Linked DNA regions of Salvelinus alpinus: region 2 is linked to region 1. Evidence: chromatin contacts called from public Hi-C data. All regions are on one chromosome and are shown on one strand. The core of a region is the stretch at or near the end of the contact, and the rest is flanking DNA. Distances in the headings are between cores, read along the strand shown. Region 1 holds the start of ttc7b (tetratricopeptide repeat domain 7B). Region 2 holds the start of LOC139553380 (calmodulin-1).

The links. A called contact is a pair of places that touch in the nucleus more often than the background predicts.
Region 2: a contact with region 1 is called in a Hi-C map of red muscle, with 4 times the contacts expected there. The contact joins the promoter of LOC139553380 here to the promoter of ttc7b in region 1. A contact is called at or near these places in 2 of 3 Hi-C or Micro-C datasets (muscle and red muscle).

What each region holds. Positions count from the first base shown.
Region 1 is chr25:12,299,728-12,303,471 of SLU_Salpinus.1, reverse strand. ttc7b (tetratricopeptide repeat domain 7B) reads right to left here and starts at 1,713. Exons shown (of 21, transcript XM_071365640.1): 1 at 1,526-1,713. The coding sequence starts at 1,646. LOC139553375 (breast cancer metastasis-suppressor 1-like protein-A) reads right to left here. Exons shown (of 4, transcript XM_071365645.1): 4 at 1,914-3,744.
Region 2 is chr25:12,430,104-12,433,859 of SLU_Salpinus.1, reverse strand. It overlaps LOC139553380 (calmodulin-1), which reads left to right and starts at 1,723. Exons shown (of 7, transcript XM_071365651.1): 1 at 1,723-1,789; 2 at 3,079-3,301. The coding sequence starts at 3,299. It also overlaps the pseudogene LOC139553035.

The sequences.
Region 1 (3,744 bases), core at 464-2,963:
TTACTGTATGTAATCAAATTTTAAAAAACTAAGCACATAAAGGCTTCATTATTCATGAATATCATGTTAACTGACTGATACCATAGCAAAGAACAAAACGTATAATATCTCCTAAGCCTGTGTTAACCTCAGACCTTATTTTTGCCGTTGATCCTAAAACCCTGTTCTTTTTCCATAGGAATGGCTGAACGAACCAGAAGTAACTAATTTCCGGTTATTAGGACTACAAGTTGGCGAGCTCTAAATAGGGAGGACCAAAACTGCTGGTTGGAACTGGGCAGGCTAACTCTCTCATTCTCCTTGATGCAAAAAGACAACTCACTACACATTGAGAAGCCTGGTGTGGTGCAATGTTTGTTAGACTAGAAGAAGATTATAGGCTTAGATTTGTACAAGATTAGTAGGATTAGTGTTATTCAACCCCTAAATGCCACGCTTTTTATAATTTTAAGGTGACTTGTAGGCTAATCCAGTATGTTACGAGTTTAACTGGCCCATTATGCATGACAGGAGAGTGTGACCCTCTGGTCTAACTGACATAGGTATGCCTGTCAGTTTACATCAACAAACATATATTAATTCCAAAATAAGATATTTCAAGGTGAAGTCAGCAATATGACATCATCATACCATCTCAGTGACTTCCTGCTTACAGGTTTTCCACTGGTTACCACAGCCACAAAGTACAAATGTCTATATCGTAAAATCTATGAAAACAGAAACGTGTTTTTAGTCGTCATTTAGGGTTAGGGTTATGCATAAGGTTAGCAGTGTGGTTAAGGTTAGGTTTCAAATTAGATTTTAAGAAGATACATTTTAGAAATAGGCAGGTTCATCACTTTGTGGCTGTGGTAACTAGTGACGACCAACAAACACCAACGGAACCCAAATCTGCCAAGACCGCAAATATTTCTCACCTCCTTGAGGGATACTCATTGCTCAAAGATTTCAATTTAGTTTTTTGTTGATTTCATTAAGTAGTTAGTCGCCCGATGTTATGATGATGTCATTGATATGGAGCCAGGAGTACAAGTAACGTTAGATTCTTAAACTATGTTTATGGAGTCTACCTTATGCAACTGGTAAGACTGCTAGTTAGCTCAGTAAAATATTTCAGAAAATTTTCCTGGGTGAGAACGTTCAACCAGTATGCATAGCGCCAGGAATACTCTCTGCCCAAGACAAGTTTAGCTAGGCACACGGTGGTAGCTATGCTGGCTAGCCCTGGCTTAAATTACAGAAAACTGTCAAAACAAGAAATAGGAAGTGAGCGCGCATGCACACTCAAATGAGCTTTGGCGTTTTCGCTAAATAGTTATAAACCATTACGGTTTTTCAAGATAATTATTTCGTTTTTACAGATGACCTAGAAATGGCTGGCTAGCTGGAACCGACTCGCAATGGAAATTGCATTCACGTTGACGTGGTTAAGAAAGCCCTTGGATTCTGCTCCCTGTCCAGGCCCCAAATCGCTGAATGAACCGCAGAGCAAAAGTAAATCACGAATCGTAGACATATTTCTTACCGTTTGATATTAGTTTGGCAGACAGCTGCCGTACAAGCTCTGGTATCTTGTCCCATTGCCCTTCCGAACGGCATCGTTCTATCTCGGTCTCGAGTCGTGATCCAGACTTTCTCGCTGTCATCTTCAGACTCCGGCGTTAGCAGAGACCAAAACACGACAGCCACGAATCATCAGCTGCGGTACGGGTTGGAATGGAAACAGCGACACCCCCGGTAGCTGTCACTCTCACATCTGTCAGATGTTGAACTGTCAATGGTTTTATTCAGGTTTTATTACCATTTTCAAAAACGCATGTAAGGACATATTCATAGCTATGTATTATATCACCATGTTTGTTTTGTTTAGCCAACGGTTCTAATGTTTACAATGTACAACCAGGCAGTAATGATGAAATACAAATACATTAATACCACACATTCATATTGATACTTTATCCCAAAAGGCTTTAGGACAAGAACAGACATGCTGAAATCTTGCTTTCAAACATATCCCTTCCAAGTCAGTTTTAAGAACAAAACAGTTCATTATTTTCACACCATTCACATTAGTGCCCTACAATACACATTTCAAATATTGAGCTTATTCTTGGCAGTAGAGTTTGGGCAAGTAAAAAAGCTTTCTAACCCAAGTCATATGAATAATAACACTTGGCTGTTTAGGTAGAAGAAACTGGCTGTGGTAGATGGTGATGGTATTGCTAGAATTTGTATCTATTGGAATCTCCAAACTACTCCAGCTACTACTCCAGCTCTCTATGGTTTAGGGGCATATCTTTAGTAAAACCTGCTCCATATAAAGGTTAAAACATGCAGGCCCACTTTATTTTGTACATTAAAATGATGCTCCAGAGCTTTTGTATAATTTGAGCCAGTAGTTTTAAAAGTAGTTCTCATGAACCAAACAGGTCCCTGAAAATTGTGCACCATTGTGTATTAAGTCATCCACATAAGATCCCGGACTACATCTTTAAGACGCATATTGGTTCTGCTCTCGGCAACACACAGCATCTGGAAGTGCAGTATGAGTGTCATTAAGATAGACGGCAAGAAACAAATGAATACTACATTGGAAGGTGTAAGACATTTAGCCAACTTAAAGATATAGACAGTCATTTCAGGTACCCTACTAGTAATATAATAATAGGTGATTAAAAAATACAAGAAGTAGAACTGGCAGAGACAGGTATGGCAAGAGAGAATAATGGATATTTGGCAAGGTTACAGTACATTGGAGGCTGATGTACTGTAACGTTCTATAGATCTAACAGTGTTGGTCCATTTATATTGTGCATTTATCCTATGGCTTTGAGCTACTGTTAAGGCAAACCTGTAGAAAATCAGAGTCTGGAAATTCATTTTCTCCATATCTGTTTTTATCTTGCCCACTAAAGATGGTATTGGAACATACAGTGAGCTCCGAAAGTATTGGAACAGTGACCATTTCTGTTGTTGTTTTGGCTCTGTACTCCAGCACTTTGGATTTTAAATTATACAATGACTATGAGGTTAAAGTGCAGACTTTCAGCTTTAATTTAGTTACGGATAGTCCTGAATGAATCGTGAATAATGATGAGAAATATCATAACCCCCCCCAAAGAAATGCTAACCTCCAGTTATTGTAATGGTGAGAGATTAGCATGTATATTTTTTCATCTAACATTCTCATCATTCACGACTATCCGTAATCATAGTAGAGTCAACATTAATGTAGAAGTGTTTATAAACATTAAATTATTATTTTCAATAAAAGTGACTCCAAAATGACACAATACAGGATTTACCATTGATTTCTGTTGGGCACAAAACTATCTGAAACATAACCAAAACAAACAGCAAATGCATCCAACAAGTTTGTAAAGTTCCAAGCTTGATGTAATCATTGCATGCTAGGAATATGGGACCAAATACAAACAATTTGACTACTTTAATACACAAGTGAATTTGTCCGAATACCTCACATCATTTGCTCACATTATATATAGACTTATTTTTCTACTGTATTATTGACTGTGTTTGTTTTACTCCATGTGTAACTCTGTGTTGTTGTATGTGTCGAACTGCTTTGCTTTATTTGGCCAGGTCGCAATTGTAAATGAGAACTTGTTCTCAACTTGCCTACCTGGTTAAATAAAGGTTAAATAAAAAAATGAAAAAGAAATGGGGGGATTATGTACAAAAAGTGCTGTAATTTCTAGACTGTTCACCTGATATGGATGAACA
Region 2 (3,756 bases), core at 474-2,973, 130 kb before region 1:
CAGCCTAGACACCCAGAGTAGACCTCCTGTAACGCACTGAGCCACAGACACTGAATCTCACTCCTACCCAGCAACAACTAGTACAGTATTACCAGTCATGGGCAAGTATTTAAAAAGCATCCTAGGGTAGGAGTGCTGGTCTAGGAACAGTTCACCCCTTGTCCAACTCATCCTATATCAGCACTCCTACTCTGAGATGCTTTATACATTTGAGCCCAGTCCTGAAATCCCTACCAGAGCATGTAGACCTGAGTGACTGGGTCTCACTGGGAACAAAGGGAGTGAGGTCATACTAGTGAGGAGTGCTCTCAGCCTTTTTCAGGAGATCACTGGGGTAGATAGTATTTGAATATGCGCCACTGCTTGCTGTAGAAGGTTCTCCGCTCTTCTTCCTGTGCTTCTTCTTTTCATCTTATTGGATGGGACGTCATTCTTATCCTCCCTATCTGTTGTATGTTCAGAAATGTTAGGAGTAAACATTTAAGTACAAATACCACAAGCTATTGACTTTTGGGTGAAACTCTCAAAAACGGTCAATGCTCAGATCATATCATCACACAAAAGAGATAATTTGAGGTCAATTATGTAATAACAACAAGACTATGCAATAACATTCAAAGCCACTCGATAAAACCTCCAGTGCTTCTCAAAGAGGACAGAATGCCTTATCCTTTCTCCTGTACAATGGAGCATGAAATACTATTCTGTCACAGAGAAAGGGAAATAACTGAATAACGATTAAACAATTTTATGATAATAACACAACATATTGTTTCTGCTGGTTGTGTCGCATTGGCTTTCTCAGTGGCTCGCTGGTGGACAGAAAGAACATCGTCGGTGCAGAAACTTTGATTGCTCAGCCATTCTAGTTCCGAGGAGAGAGAGAGGAGGCATATCTAATCAATCGCATTTAGTTCTCGCACTGTGTCAATGGGTTTAGGGTTTTGCATTTTGGGGGGACGTTAGCTATGTTACGAGCAGACTGTGTTACCGATGGCAAAGACACTTAGCTAGCTATAGTAAAATTGTGTTGGGAGCTATTTAGCTAACAAACTAGAGAAACTATCAAGCTGACTCTGACAGCTCTTTTAATACGTTCTGTCAAAGGCAGAAACGTTGCACTTGCGTTTACTTTCACTAGATCTATCTTTCGAAGTCCCGGGCTGTCACAGAAAGAGGGCTGGCTGGTTCACACATCCACTAAACATAAATAAACATTTTTGGTAATACCTTTAGGTGCATTCTCAGGTTTTGTATTTGATAATCCTGCAAAAGATGGAAATAGAGCCATGTGTTGTTCTCCTCTGCATGTAAACAGTCGGATAAATATGACGTCATCTCGGAAGCGACTGTGGTTTGTTGGAGGGGTAGTAGCTATAATTTTAGGCTAAATCATGTTATCTTGAATGCACATTTTATGATTTAGTTTAGCCTATTCATCTTTGAGCATGAATCAATCAGTCACTTCCATAGACTGATTAAAGCGGGAATATTGTTGGGACTCATCGTTAATTCAATGGTTTGCCAGTCCATTGATTGTAAAATCAATCCTAATTACTATTAAACAGTTTGTTTAGCCATAGTAAATCTTGATTTTTGTATTCAGTACTGGTCTAATTTACAAAATAGACTTGGAATCAGCACAAGCTTTCTAATATTGTAATTCTCTATTCCTTCATCGAAACCCGTCATTTAAAATCCCGCGACTACATGTTCCGTGTATGTTTGCGGTGACCAATCGCCTATCACCACCACTCCTCCCGAAAAACTCAAATCGAGCCCTTGCCAGGTGAGGAGGAAACATTTTGAGACACTACAAAGACTGAAAGAAACGTCTTGTCGTAAGCAATTATTACAGTATTGCAAAAATACTCAGTGTTACAATGTAGACTGTCCGGTTACACCGTTTTCCAAAACTACTGAGGTAACATTAGGCGCCATTGCTTGACGCATTGCAGATCCAACGTAGCCAATCTTAGGCGCTCGTACAGTGAACAGAATATTGCAGGTCCACAGTAGCCAATGAGGAACGCCGTCTCAAAAATAACCGCAATTTCTCCAGCGTCAACAAAGAGACAGGCCCGTGTGTTTTAAAGTATTCTTCCGCATAGATACAACAGTGCGTTGCAAAAAGTAGAGCGCCCGTGTTCCAACTCGAGCTCATCAGGAACCTGTCAATTCAGTGCACAGACAGACATTTGTCGAAGTGAACTACAATCTGTACTGTTTGCCATATGACCAAAGCCGCTGCCACAACCTATTCTCTGCCTATGTCAACAATTGACTGTTTTTTTTGCAACATTTTTTTTGTAAATATGACATGTGTGTTAGGTGTTAGGTTTTTTATTATCACAAACAGCATGCAGAATCGAGATACACAACCTAGTAATTATTTGCATACACTGATCAAAATACAAATGCATCAACTGAATATATGCTTTTCACTTTATTTGAGAATAACAAAGAATAGGCTATAGATATTGAATATGGATCCCCTACTAAGGCATGCTCTCTATAATTTCATTATTAGAAGAAATTACAGATTTAGGATATCATGAAATCTTCTGGAAACAAGTTGGTTCTGAGTTTGCAAAACATTGGAAATAAATATTTTATTTTCACCAGTTGTATTACCAAGGAGTCCAACTATAAAACTCCATTATTGGTACATTTGTCAATGACTGATATTGGGAAATGAATATGAATTCAATATTAATATACTTGCCTACTTCTGTTGCAGAGGTTTAAATGGTTAATTTGCCACGAAAACTTTGAATCACTATGTGTTTTTACTTTCCCAGCTCTATCATCTGTTGAAATAAATCTCTATTATTCTCAGATTATCATTATCACCTTATGCACCAATAACATAATGTAATGCATATGTGTGCCTTTTCCTTTGAAATATAAATCTCTATCTGGTGCTGCTCATCTACAATTCAAAAATAAAGGAATGGCTGGTCAAATGTAGATGTATGAGTAGTTGAGTGTGTAAGTAGCCTACTTTCACCATGTAAGTGTCACTGTTGTGCTGTGTGTGGTCAATAGCTTTTTTTAGTGCCAATTAATCTCTGCTAGGCAAATTGATGCTGAGGAGTGAGGGATCCAGGCTGCCTGTCCTGCAGTGGGAAAATGCGGAAGTGAGTGAGGACGGTTTTCAGCGGCGGAGGAATACACCAAGCTATATAGACACAGATCGCGAGAGATACACAACTTCAACCCATCATTAGAGGTCCACGGGAGCTGGTCAGTCTCGTAGTCTAGTTTTAGAAAACCAACCCATCCAGCGCCGTCAGACATGGTAAGTATAATATTTTGTGTTGCATTCGAAATATTATCCTTTTTAAGTCAAATATAATGAAAGGCAGGAATGCAAAGTTTGCCTGCAGAGGAGGATTCGCGTGAGCTGTTGAACGGTTCGAGTGATCATGCGTCGATGCTGGCTTGTCAGATTGTTGGGTGTCATATCTTTGAGTATTGGAGGCTACAATTCATATTGGTCGGATATAAGACGCATGATAACTCTTTAAAAAGTTTATTTTAGGCTGATAATCGAGGCAATGGCTTCATGTCAGCGAGGCAGACCTAACTATACGCGTCCGTGAATCAGGCGCAGTTTGTGATTTTAATGTTTAACAAAATCGGTGTTATGAGCCGGTAATGTTACGTGTTAATTAAGGTCATGTAACAGAAAATATGTGAGCTATCCAATTTTGATCAAACGGAAGCTGTGAAACCCTTGAGATTTCTGTCCTT